Linked DNA regions of Mus musculus: regions 1 and 3 are each linked to region 2. A link is a contact called in public promoter capture Hi-C data. All regions are on one chromosome and are shown on one strand. Each heading gives the region's core, a stretch centred on a gene start, on an enhancer-like site or on the middle of the called end of the contact. The rest is flanking DNA. Distances are from core to core; before and after follow the strand shown. Region 1 holds the start of Hipk1 (homeodomain interacting protein kinase 1). Region 2 holds the start of Tspan2os (tetraspanin 2, opposite strand). Region 3 holds the start of Lrig2 (leucine-rich repeats and immunoglobulin-like domains 2).

Region 1 (4,180 bases), core at 1,549-4,048, 1.1 Mb before region 2:
CTTGCTCCTGTCTGCTCCCCAAACACACAGTCTCGCACAACTTATTTCAAACCACACTAGTTCTCTGCTGAAATCCTCTAAAGGCATTTGCTCAGAATAGAAGTCAAAGTTCTTTTTTGTGCTCTTTTGAAACTGGATCTCACTTTGTAGATCTAGCTGGCTTGGAACTTTCTATGTAGACCAGGCTTGGCTCAAATCCACAGAGATTATCTTGTCTCTGCTTCTTGGGAAGTGACTTTAAAAAAAAATTTAGTTTTTGAGACTAAGTCTCAAGTAGCTCAGGCTGGCCTTGAAATCCAGATCTTCCTGTCTCTCCCTCCCAAGTGCTGGGATTACAGGCCTGTGCTACCAGGACTGACTAAAAGTAACTTTGTACCTGCAGCACTGACCACAGCCCCAGTCCTTCTCCAGCTGCTCGCTCTTGTCTGAGAGAGGAAGTACTTGTTCTGCCCCTTTCTCCACTCACTGACCTTCCCACTACCATGTCCTGCTCCTCTGATCAAGCCTCTGCTTTTCAAAACTCTTGAGTCTACCTGCCTTACCAATCCTGCATCCAGTTAGTTCCTTTAGTGTATAGGCTGTGCTGTTTCCTCCTTAATTTCCAGCAATGTCCCGCACATAGGAGATACTCTATAGATTTGTTGAATGGAAAACAGACTATGCAGCACTAAACTTTGAAGCTTTGTTGACTGAAACATGCTTAGATATTTTCTTCTCTGATGGTCTTCTCTGACTCCATTATTCAAGTCATGTATATTTGTGTGGCATTTTTCCTCACTGGATTGAAAACTCTGGGGGGGGGGGAGAAGACTACATCCTACTCATCTTTCATCTGAACTGGTATCTAGGGAGTGTCTGGCATAAAGCAGTTTGTTGGACGAATGAGTGAATGACATTAGAGAGGAAAAAAATACTACACTTTTAAACATTCCCTGAAGACTGAGACAGATTGAAAAAAAAAAAAAACAAGTCAAGAACAACGAAAACAGAGACTAATTATATGAAGAGCTGGTACAAATAAACAGGTAGGTGACAGGGCTGAGTGAGAATGCAGGAGTCAATCAGGAAAGGCTCTGACATGTAACATCTGAGATGTTTTCAAACACAAAAGAGACATAACTTGAGAGTAAATGAAAAGCCAGTCATAGAGTTCTGGTGAGGTAGGGCAAAATGAGCAATTCATAACTAAAGCTTGTTTGTTAAGCAGATCTGTTTAACACCAGGCCTTTTTCTTGGCTATCTAAGCAGGCATGTTCATTCATTCTGTGTCTTGGTATTTCCAGGGCCAGCCCAACATGAGGACTTTATGTTCTCTAAACACTCAAGAAAGGAAGTTTCTGTGAAAATATGCAAGGGAATCTGTCCTGTGGGATTGAACATTTTGCTAACCCTGGCTCTCCAGGGAAATGAACTTCCTCCCCATTCCCAATGTTAAGAGGAGAAACTCAAACGACTTTCCTTAAAAGGTATGATAGGATAGCCTAGAAAACATTTTGTTAGGTGAAGATCCAAAGAAATCATGGATGTATGAGTGAGGACTGAAAAATATAACTGATAGAAAGGCCTCTCCTAGACCTGCTCTCTGCTCACAGGACACAGGTAAAAATCTATGGTGGTGGATAGTCAGTTAGGGGTTCAGACTGTTCTTGTAAGAAAGAACACATTTTCCATCTCCTCCTCTTTCTTTTTTTTTTTTTTTTTTTTTTTTGGTTTTCAGAGACAGGGTTTCTCTGTGTAGCCCTGGCTGTCCTGGAACTCACTCTGTAGACCAGGCTGGCCTCGAACTCAGAAATCCCGCCTGTCTCTGCCTCCCAAGTGCTGGGATTAAAGGCGTGCGCCACCACTGCCCGGCACTCCTCTTTCTTTTAGGTAGGGCCTCTCTATGTAGATCAAGTTGACAAACTCACAAGAGATCCATCTGCCTCTCCTTCCAGAATCTTGGGTTTAAAGGCATGAATCCTGGGTTTAAAGGCACGTACCATCCTACCTTACTCTTATAAATACTCGACTCCAAGAAATGTTTCTCATTTTAAGAACCAACATTTTACAGCGCGGAAGGCATATCAAGTCCCACAGAATCTCTTGAGGCTGAGTTGGCAACTGTCTACTAAGATAACCTAGTTTTCAGGGTCATTTTTCTTAAACATTATGCCAGGTCCACTTTCCGGAATCCACCGCCTTTCTACCCTTCGTGGAGGTAAGACAATTTTTGTTTACTGCATGCATGGAGGAGCTGAGTTCGGATATTTTATTTCCTAACAGATTCTACGGTGGGAGCGCTTCAGCACAGGGAGGCATCTAAATCCCTTATGCTGCCCTGAAATCGACATGGCAGCAAACAATTTAAGTAAAAACTGAGAATTCTAAACCCTCAGAGTCATCCCCAGGTAGTCAATGTCTCCCTGCGCTGCCCAATCGCTGGGATGTGATTGGGATGTTGGGGGAAAATCACACTGGTTTGGGGTGATGTCACACTAGCTGAGATGACATCTAACTGTAAGAAACCCGACCGCCACCAAACGCCGGTTAAACGACCTCGGAGACTGCTGTGCGGAGAGGACTGGGAAACCGGTCCCCACACACTGTCCACGCTGGCTCCCCACGGAGGCCCACCCACACCCGCGGCCCGGGGCAAGATGCAGTGATCTCAGCCCTCCCGCTCCTCCGCACTTCCGCCTCAGTAGGTGTCATGGCGCTAGGTGGCTGAATGGTTCCGGCGAGGCGGGGCCGGCGGGATGGAGGCGGTCGCTCGGGGCTCCACTTGTCGGGTCTGGTGACAACGGCGGCTGCGGAGCGAAGGGCCGGGCCGTGGCCCCGGACCGCAGGGGAGGCCGAGGCGGGAGCGCTCGGCGCTGAGGCGGCGGCGGCGGGAAGGGGCCGGGTGGCAGGGCAGGCGGGAGGCTGGCGAGGCTCCGGCCGCAGGACGGGCGCGGGGACGGCTCCGGGGGGCGGGGGCCGGGGCCGGGGCCGGCTCGTGCGGGGGGTATGATGACCCGGCTGCGGGGCCCCGGATCGCCTCTCCTCCGCCGCCTCCTCGCGGCGGCCCCGACTCGAGGCTGAGAACTACACACACCGGCGGTGAGTCAGGCTCGGCGAGGGGCTGGGGTCGTGGACTTTGGGAGTCGGCGCCCCGAGGTGGGACGGAGCGAGCCGCAGACTCCCTTGGGTAGCCGGCTTGCTTGGGGTGCCTCTCTCGCCAGGCCCCGCGCGGCCCTAGGCGCCTGGTCGCGAGCGGCCAGGCGCGACTGCGTGCCGGAGAAAATGGGCAGCTCCCCCTGCCTCCTGCCTTTCCCTCCAGATCGTGTTGTCCTCAGGTGACAGGGGTCCGTCTGGCATCTCCCCACCGTACAGATCTCCACCCCAACCGCGGACTGCGGTGGCAGGTTCTTGTGCTTGTGCGTGTGCATGTCACCCCACTCCCTGTAGCTGTAGTTTGGGCGTATTGGTGCCTTTGGGGACCGGGAAACCGCATCTAGAGTAAATCGTGGTGGTCGGGCTGGTATGGAAGCTTTTCTGTTCTCTTGGTTCATGTTCTGTAGTCTTTGAGTATGTAATTTGTGATGGTGGTAACGCTGTGTGGGGACCAGCCCACCTATATGTTTATCTCTGCAAGGCAAAGCTAGAGGTCTAAACTTTTGCAGTCCGTCGTCGCCTTTAAAGCCAAGAACAACAAAATCCAAAACATTAAAAGATGGAAACAACCAAAAGCCTTTGGGTAGGACCCACACTATAAACAGCTCTGTAGGGCAGCGTCCCCCTTTTGTGCTTGGCAACCGAGACCTAAAAACTTGGTCTCTAGGAGCGTTGGTCTAACCTCCAGTTTGTTGTGGTGACGAACCGTGAGCAATGGCCTGTGTGTTTATGCTGGGCGCGTTTTCTTTCCTGTTTGGGAATGGGTACTGGAACGGGAAGCCGGAGAGGGGGTGGGGGCAAGCTCCAGTAAGTGAATCTTTTCTCTACATAACCAGTGACTCAGTTGTGGATACTCATAAGATGCGCATTCTTGTCTCTTTGGTGACACTTTGAGAATTCTCAGTAGTGTAGTGCAGCCACAAACAAGAGTTTCAAATGTAGACTCCGTTGCCCCAGTCCGCTCTTTATCTTGTTTCCTAGTAACTGATGAAAACAGCAGCATGGCTTCCTGCTGTAGACGGAGTGGGGTTAAATTAAGTGGCGGATG
Region 2 (4,433 bases), core at 626-3,125:
CTCTGCCCTCAGACCCCCCCTGGCTTTGCCTCTCGGATGGCTCACAATCCTTTGCTCTGCTCCTCATCTGGTGGCTTCCCTCTGCCCACCTCCGTTCTCCCAGGTTGAGCTCCGATATCTCTCAGATGAAGTTGTTTAGGGTCCTCGCTGGTACTGGGATTGCTTTTCTGAACTCTGTACTTAGATCACATATAGAAAAGGCCATCTCCAATCTCAGTGACAGGCACTCAGACTTCACTGGAGTGCTACTTCATCCCTGCGCTTGTGACCCGGGTGTGAAGCTTGTCACTTGGTCACCCTGCCTTACTTTGTTTTTGTTGTTCTCTGTGGGCTGTTCTCTTAGCTGTAGTAGCAGCTTTGGGAACAGCATCTATCTAGTAGTTGTTTGATGGTGATTCTGAAACATGCCCGTGGGTTCAGATTACCTGGATGCCTTCTAGAATAGCTTGCTGGGCTCCTCCCCAACACTGTCTGATTCAGCGAGCCGGGCTGAGTGAAAATATATGTTTCTGAAAATTCCCCAGGGAGCCCTGATGCTGTTGACCCAGGAGCCACATTCTGAGGACAGCTGGGTGACTGAACCTCCCACAGGATGAAGATGGAGGAGGCAGCCTTTGAGTCCTGTCTCTGCCACTCAACAGCTGTGGGACCTATCTGATCCCCCACGTCTTCGTCTATGAAGATGGGGATGCCCTGCTTGCACATGCGCACTGTCCCTAACCCACTGCAAAGGTTTGATAAGTCTGGAGAAGCTGGCACAAAATAAGCACTAAACCCAGCCTGAGAGACTTCCCTCCCTGGCTCACACAAAGTATGTTGTAAGCAGTGAGAGTAACGGGTGTCACTGCAACATGGCACCTATAATTAACAGCCTTCGAAATTAAGCCAGACTTATAAACAAACAAACAAACAAACAAACAAACAAACAATACAGCACAAGGGCGCTCAGAAAGTCTTCTTCCTGGAGTGTGATGGGTGTAAAAGCCAAGTTGTACAAAGTCTATATGTATTTTTAAAATACAGGGGATGTCCCCAGGTACTGCCTCCAGACTGTCCATTGCTAGCCAGTGTTGGTCATGGCCACGCAGTCTCTGAAGAGCTTAGAGTTGCTGGAGTCACCCAGGCTTCAGGGCTGATGGGTTGGTAGTCACAAGTGAGGCCCATCGTTCAATAATTTATTACTTATCGTCCATCCAGCCTCCTCAGAGCAGATGGGACAACCATCGCGGCCAGTCCAGTGGTTTCAAAGCATCCCAAAGCATCTCTGCTCCTGCAGTTACCCACATCCCCTGAAGCGAGACTCGTGTCTTCCCTCAGGGTCTATCTGAGCAGCTACACTGGCTGGCATTCTGTTACTGGAAGGCCAATAGGGACTGTGCAGAATGGGCCTCTGACCGTTTTCCAGGGCTCGGGAGAGAGTATTCCAGGGATGGTACACCTCTAACTATGCCCTGCTAACACAGTAGACTGGGGCCATGGCACTCTCTCTGGCTGTCTCTATGCATCTCTACCCAGGGAATGCTGCCAGGTCTACACCACCCTGCAAAGTTGAATGAGATCATTTCAAGAGTACTGGTTGTACGCAGGGACCCTAGGGGGATGTTGCTGCTCTTCCAAAATCCCTCCATTTTCCAACCCCTCGTAAAAGAGCACCCACCACTGCCCACCCAGAAGACCCCCCCCCCCGCCAATGCCCAAGAAAAGGACGATCTTCCCCACTCTTTCAATTTTCTCTACTGTCCGTTATTTTCCCAACAAACCACCAGAGCCAGGCGGCGTGTCCGCACACTCTTGGTTGGGGCGCCACCCCAGGCAGCCCTACGGTAGGGATTTCCCTCCCAGAGCCTTGGCCCGGCCGCCGGGTTCCCCAGAGAAGGCAGCGCGAGAAGTGGGTGTGTGTACACAGCAGGATGCAGGGAGCACGGGCCGCCAGGCCCCCAGCCCTCGGAATATTGGGGCCCGCTAGATCCCCGCACCTGGCGCCACCCGCCGGGCGATGCCGCCGAAGATGATGGCTTCTTTCGGGGGAGCATCGCACCGTGTCTCCTCTTCTCATCACCTCTGGTAGCTCAAGCTTCTCTATGTCCTATCCCCCTCCATATGTCCCCTCCCTCTTTGTCTGCTTAGCGCCTCTGAACATCCTGCCCTCTCCTATGGCCCAACTCTATTGCGGTCACCTCCCCGGGGACCCTGGCCCCCTAACCGGCCCGCCGGTTCGGGTCTCACCCAGAACAGCAGGTTGAAGCCGAGCAGCAGATACTTGATGCACCGCAGGCCCCCGCGAAAACGCCCCATGCTGCGACCCCGGCGGCGGGCTCCCGATTCCCCAGGCCCGCGCCGAGCCCCGGGAGCGGCGGGCGCCGGTGGAGGGGCGGGGCGGGTTGGGAGGGGCGTGACCTGTGGGCGTGGTCTGCGGGCGGGGATTTGGTCGCGAGCGGCCAGCTGGCTGTGGCTGGGGCGCCCTGGGGTGGAGATCCCGGTCCCACGCACCCGCTCCGGCCCTTGGAGGTAGCACCACCTTCGTCCACGCTGGTGGGCTTGGGCTCCTGTAGCTATCCGAGCATATGTGCGCCCACCCGGAACGCGGGGTCCATTTAATCAGTGCCGGGTGCCCAGACTCCCTTGAGGCCCTCGATGATGGTTGAAGTTATCCTGCGTGTCTATGGAAACCTAGGGAGGTGACTTCAGATGGTAAAGCTAATAGGATCGGTGAAGCCGGTAGAGACTCTGTGGTGAGGCGCCAGGCAGAGTGTCCAGGGCTGCAGTTAAGCAGAGTCCTGCAAGCGCCCAGGCCGCGGGCGGAGGCCGCTGCTGGGGACCCTCCCTCCTGCCGCTGCGTTCCTAGAGGACTGTTACCTTAATAGGCAAGAACTGGGAGTAGGCGCGCCAGGCGGAGGCCCTGGGCCCTGACACTGCTTCCCACCCTGCCCAGTCCAGCCCACCAGATCAGGGAAAGGGAGTCAGACCTCTCACTCACATCCTGCTAGGTTTGATAGATCGGGGGCCTTGAAAGAAGTCCAGATTCTTAGGGTCTAGACTGAGATGTGTAGATCAGGGAAAGGGAGCGAGTTCTGTTTTGCTTTGTTTTTATTAAGCTAGGCGACTGGTGAAGAATCGGGCATTCACTTCAGTTGACTAAGTGTCTACAATATGTGGTGTCAGACGGCACGGGGGAGACAGGAAAGTGTAAAATCAGGGAGCTTGTGCATTAATTTAGCAACACTCTAAGTGCCAATTATAGGCCAGGCATAGTAGCAAGCCCTGGGGACACCAGAAGAATGCCAGGCTTGCTATCACATCTTTACTGGAGGGCACAGATCTGTAAGCAAATTTTTGGAACAAGGTGAGGTGGGTGGGCTAGGAGCTGGGCAAGAGACTGCTTCTGCCTTGACTAAGGAAGGCTTTTCAAGAAGACTGGACCTGATCCTAATTTGTAAAATAGGTGTCAGTAGCTGGGCAGTGGTTGTTCACGCCTTTAATCCCAGCTCTTGGGAGGCAGAGGCAGGCAGATTTCTGAGTTTGAGGCCAGCCTGGTCTACAGAGTGAGTTCCAGGATAGCCAGGGCTATACAGAGAAACCCTGTCTCAAAAAACCAAAACCAAACAAACAAAAAGGTGCCAGTAGAGAGAGCAGGGGGTCAGGGGAGGAAGCAGAGGAAGTACAACCTAGCCTGGGAGCAGGAGTCAGAGAGATGGCCAAGGTGAGGGGAGTCAGGAGCTCACCAGAACAAATCACAGAGGGCAGGCACTTGACTAATGTGACACATTACCCCATTATCTTGGGGCCTCTCTTTCCCATCTCAGTATGGAGATTGTACAACCTGCTTCAAAAGAGTTGTGAAGATTAAGGAGTTAATATATGTACAGTGAGATCAGTGAGGCACATGAGATTATGATATAAGGTAGCCAGGACCTCACCAACCATTCATTCAATTTCTTCCGTGTTACAGTCAGGCATATTTCCATCTTTGAAAAGCTAGTGAATTTTATTTATGAAACTGAGAAGGCAAATGAAAGTGCTGCTTCTGGTAGTAACAGTGAACTGGAGACAAAGATGAAGTCATTAAGTATGCGGAGGCGAAGCCCTGGTTTCAGTTACACTTATAGCTCTCTCTCACCTTGGTTTTGCTTTGAAAGAGGAACTAAATTAATAAGTGGTCTCTACTATCCAGTAGGCATTCAGTAAATCAACTGAGGGAACAGTAATATTATACTGTTGTGTTACATTGTTGAATTTTATGTCTGTAATATTTACAGATTATATATTCTGTAGTCTCTGGAAACAGAATTCCTATTATGATATATAATAAATCCATTGTTCTCTCATCCTGTAACCCTTGTGCATTTACTAGAAATGTTTCATTGCATGCCTAACGTGACACTTTTAGATCTGCAGTATGTACTGAACCCTTAGCTTAGTAACTTTTCCTGTTG
Region 3 (4,379 bases), core at 100-2,599, 1.8 Mb before region 2:
GTAATAAATAGTAGTTGCTGTTAGTTTTCATGGTCATGTTTACTGGGAGAAGAAGGGAGAAGAAGCTGAAGGAGACACCTTTCTAAAAGTCCTCTGCAGTAGACAAGCACACGAGGACAGTCAGAAAAGTAATTTTAACCCAAAGGCATGACATGGATGGAAATGGTGTGTGTGTGTGTGTGTGTGTGTGTGTGTGTGTGTGTGTGTGTGTAAGTGCCACAGGGTGCATATGGTGATCAGAGGACAGGGACTTGCAGGAGTCAGTTGTCTCATTCTACCATGTGGGGTCTGCGAATTCAACTTAGGTTGATACACTTGGTGGCAAAGCTATTATTGATGAAGCATCTTACCCACCCTGTTTTTCGTTTCTCCTCTTCTTTCATACAAAGCATACTATGCAGATGAGGCTGAACTGGGACTTGGGTTCTCCTGCCTCAAATTCCCAAGGAGTGCTCAGACTGCAGGCGTGCTGGTCCACACCTGGCTTGCAAAGTCTTTGAAAAGTATAGACACTATATGTCAGTGAACCATTACTGATATTTTCATTTTTACTCATTTTGTAGGTAACACACAGCGGAGAGATCACAAGGTAGCTAGATTCCGCTGTTCCCAGTAAGTCTTTTTACTTCAGGATAATTTCCTTCCAGTCTTCTTAACTTTGTTGATTGCTCAAAAACCTCAAACAGAAACCAGAAAACCCACATCCTCAAACCAACGTTTTATCTATTTGTCCCACTTGTTCTTCTGAAGATGAAACAATATTTTCCCAAATCGAGGAAAGAATTTTCTTTAGAGACAATTATTGAACTCCAGGCTACTGTAGAAGCCGGAGGTGTACTGACTAAATAGCGCCTCTGCCAATGGGAACTTGAAGTCCTTTCACAGTGACAGCGTGCCATGCTCCGGGAGAACCAACTGCCACATTTTTTCAGGGCAGGGAGTTCGGCCGCAGAGGCCGCCCTGGTTGGGCTCCGGAGACTGATGTGGTCGAAGTTAGGTTTAGATCGCGCACTTATTTGCAGCTGCTGCTTGGCATGCAGCCCTTGTGCCATTCCCTTCTGCAGGAGCCTACAGAATAGGTCTTTTTTCACTACTACTGCAGATCAACCGCAGTGAGGATTTGGCGTTTCGGGTTTCGCTTTTTCCATTCTATTTCAAGGCCCTAGTGCGCCCACAAGCGGAGGAATAGCTGCAGAACTGCAGAAGCAGCTCGGAAAAGGAGAAAGGGCCGCTGTAATGCTCGCCTCCTAGGGGGCGGGGCAATCGTAGGCCTCGCCTCTCTCAGAACCCAATTTCCGACGCAACCTCATCCCGGGGCTCCGATTGGCTGGCTGCTGAGCGTGAGTACGTTGCGTCGCGGGGCGGGGCGGACGAGCGGTGTCTGTCAGGGTTTCAGCTCTACGCCCCCGACCGCCGCCCCCTCCCCTGCGGTAGCGTCGTTTCCTCCTCTCGCCCGCTCTGAGAGGGGACAAGTGACAGCCCGGGCTCCGGGTGGCGGTTTAGCCTCCGGGCATCTCTCCTCAGCCGACTCTCTGAGCTAGCTGCTGTTCTCGAGCGGGTCCCGGCCAGGGGAAGATGGCGGCCGCGCCCCGCGGCATCTGGGAGCAGCGGCGCCTGGGCTGTGGGTTGGGACCCCTCGCACGGTTGCTCATCCTTGCGCAGGCGCTGCGGCTGCTGCCCGCTGCCCGAGCCGGCCTGTGCCCGGCGCCCTGCGCCTGCCGTCTTCCTCTGCTGGACTGCAGTCGCAGGAAGCTGCCCGCGCCCAGCTGGAGGGCACTGTCGGGCCCGCTGCCCTCCGACATCTCCAGCCTGTGAGTAGAGGGTCCCAGGGCGCGGTCGCCACCGAGTTCGGAAGGGAGCTGCCTTATTGAGATTGTGAACTTTGAATGTTAGGGTTTCCCGGTACTCGTGGGAAGATAGGGGTTAAGATCTGGGGTCTGTGACGTTCCGGGCTGGAGATGTTTAATGTTGGACTCACGGGTCCTGAGCAGCACAGCTGAGACTCTGGATGGCTGTGGGTCGGGTCCAAGTGCAAAGCCCTCTTTGGGCTGCATCATTTTTTTTTTTTTTTTTTTTTAAAATTCCAGCTTGACTGGTCCTTGGGCACGTGATGCAAACACGATCTCTCCCAAAGATACAGGATCTCTCTTTTGTCCCCAGTTCTCCCATCGGCTCATTGTATGTTTCAGTTTTGATACTTGAGTTCTTGATAGGGTTGAAAACCTCTGCATGCCTAAGGAAGATCATTGCTGATCTCTAATGTTTTGTAAGAGCAGTTATTCTTTAGTAGTCAGTTTAAAGAGGGGAAAGATTTTTTTTCCCCAAATCACGATACTTTGTCTTCACTATGTTCCTTTGAGTTAAAGAACCTTCATTTCAGATCTCTTTGTTTATGTATGAGAATCCAGTGCAGTGATCGAGTGGATTCTCTAGCTCTGACTTTAAATCCTGACAAACTTGTATTAGCTAGTGGCATTTGGAGAGCTCACTGCTCTGAGTCAGTAGGCATTAAATAGAACAGTAGGTATTAAATGCTGCAATTATGAGACTTCTTAGCCACCAACATACAGTTATGTCTCTGCCACTAACTGATCAACGTGCTTATTAATTGACTTCTAGAGTTACCTCTGAAAAAGAGTTATCACTAAAAATAGTTTTGTGATATAATTAAAATACAAAGATTGGTTAGGTTCTTAATGGAAAAAGAATACAGGTAGAACATCTGTATTGCAGAGGTTAAGTATACATTTGCAGAACGTATTTATAGGTTAGCATAGATAGGAAAGAAGCTAATTCCTGTATTCATTGAGAAAATTAGTAACTGCTACAGTTACTATAGAATTGCAATATAGTAATACAGCTCCTGTCATTTTGTGGTGGTTATATCTGAGGCTTATTCTGGTTTGACTCAGACTTTAGTATTATCATTTAGCATAGTCTGAATTAATCCAAGCACAGCATCTTCTTTATACAGTAGGTGCCTTTTTTGAAGAAATTGATGAGACAGCTACCTGATTATGATAGACTGAATCTGACATAGGTTTAAAAACAGTCTGACTTAATGTAACTAATTGAAGTAAACATGGCCTGCTTTTGAAGATCCTTCAGTGAGACTTGCTGAGTGTGTTTGTTTAGTATGCATGAAGTTGGGTTTGAACATTAGTGCTGAAAAAAATAAGAAAAAAATCATTAGCAAGTATATAGTAATGTTACCAAAGATGCTAATTGCCAGAAGATAACTGACATTTGGATTTATTTATTTATTAATTTTATTTATTTATTTATTTTGTTTTTTACCTTTTGTGTTTTGAGAGGGGATACTGCCAGGTAGCTCAGGATAAGCAACTCTCCATCCTCCTGCCTCAGCTTACTGACTGCTGCCCACCATTCCCAGCTTGCATTCAGAAAATTGAAATAAAAATTAAATTGACATTTTTAGTTGAAGTGAAATGCCTTGGAGAATAAATTCCCTTATAGTCGATTATTTTGAATATAGTTTCACTAAAAATACCAAATCACAGGCAGAATGCAGCCATGTTCTTTGTCAGGGTGTCATTCGAATGGGCTCTAGTTTGGTTGCCTATAGAGTCCTTGTTCTCTGAAACTTAATGAGCATAGAGTCTACTGCTTATACTGTTATCAGCATTTTGGCATCAATGTATTGCTCACTAACTTCTTAACATTCTAGGGCTTTTCTAACCCATAACTCAAAATTCTGCTATTTTCCTTTTGCAAACCAGTTCTAAGAGCCACAGAACAGTATGATCAGCATATTGCAACAACAGCCTCACTTCTTAGTGTGGAATTTTTATATTAGTTAGTTACTCTTTTTTTTTTCTTTTGGTTCTTCAAGATAGGGTTTCTCTATATTGTCCTGTCTATCCTGGAACTCACTCTGTAGATCAGACTGGCTTCCAACTCAGAGATCAGCCTTTCTCTGCCTCCTGAGTGCTGGGGTCAAAGGCATGGGCCACCACTGTTCCTTTTCTTGTTGCTGTGACCAATTATCTGACACATATCAACTCAAGGGAGGAGTTTTGGCTTATGCTCTAAGAGATGGAGTCTTATAGAAAAGAAGACTCTGTGGTAGAAGGAGCATGCACTGGCTTGCTCACAGCTAGATGGAAGAGGAAACAATTTTTTTGTTGTTTGAGACAAGGCCTTTCTAAGTAGTCCAGGCTGTCCTTAAGCTTCTACTTTTCCTATTTTTGCCTCCCTATTGCTGGGATCATTCTGTGAACGACACTGGACACTGGTGTGTCTGTAATTTTTGATTTGTGTCATAATGTTGATGCTTAAGAGTTTTGGACTTTGGAGGATTTTGGATTTTCTGGTTAGGAATATTCAACCTATATTTAAATCCTTCCTAGTTATTCTGA

Evidence for each region. Promoter capture Hi-C pulls out the DNA fragments that hold promoters and counts their contacts. Capture Hi-C pulls out chosen DNA fragments and counts their contacts.
Region 1: a promoter capture Hi-C map of pre-B cells shows a contact between it and region 2, with 2.6 times the contacts expected there. The contact joins the promoter of Hipk1 here to the promoter of Tspan2os in region 2. A contact is called at or near these places in 2 of 39 promoter capture datasets (the SN4741 cell line and pre-B cells) and 1 of 115 datasets of contacts at active chromatin or transcription factors (pancreatic cancer cells).
Region 3: a contact with region 2 is called in a promoter capture Hi-C map of adipose tissue, with 3 times the contacts expected there. The contact joins the promoter of Lrig2 here to the promoter of Tspan2os in region 2. A contact is called at or near these places in 1 of 39 promoter capture datasets (pre-B cells) and 1 of 9 other capture datasets (adipose tissue).

The regions. Positions count from the first base shown.
Region 1 is chr3:103,789,893-103,794,072 of GRCm38.p6, reverse strand. It overlaps Hipk1 (homeodomain interacting protein kinase 1), which reads left to right and starts at 2,798. Exons shown (of 16, transcript NM_010432.2): 1 at 2,798-3,078.
Region 2 is chr3:102,732,859-102,737,291 of GRCm38.p6, reverse strand. Tspan2os (tetraspanin 2, opposite strand) reads left to right here and starts at 1,875. Exons shown (of 4, transcript NR_040588.1): 1 at 1,875-2,064. Tspan2 (tetraspanin 2) reads right to left here and starts at 2,522. Exons shown (of 8, transcript NM_027533.3): 1 at 2,227-2,522. The coding sequence starts at 2,295.
Region 3 is chr3:104,508,888-104,513,266 of GRCm38.p6, reverse strand. It overlaps Lrig2 (leucine-rich repeats and immunoglobulin-like domains 2), which reads left to right and starts at 1,349. Exons shown (of 18, transcript NM_001025067.2): 1 at 1,349-1,811. The coding sequence starts at 1,576.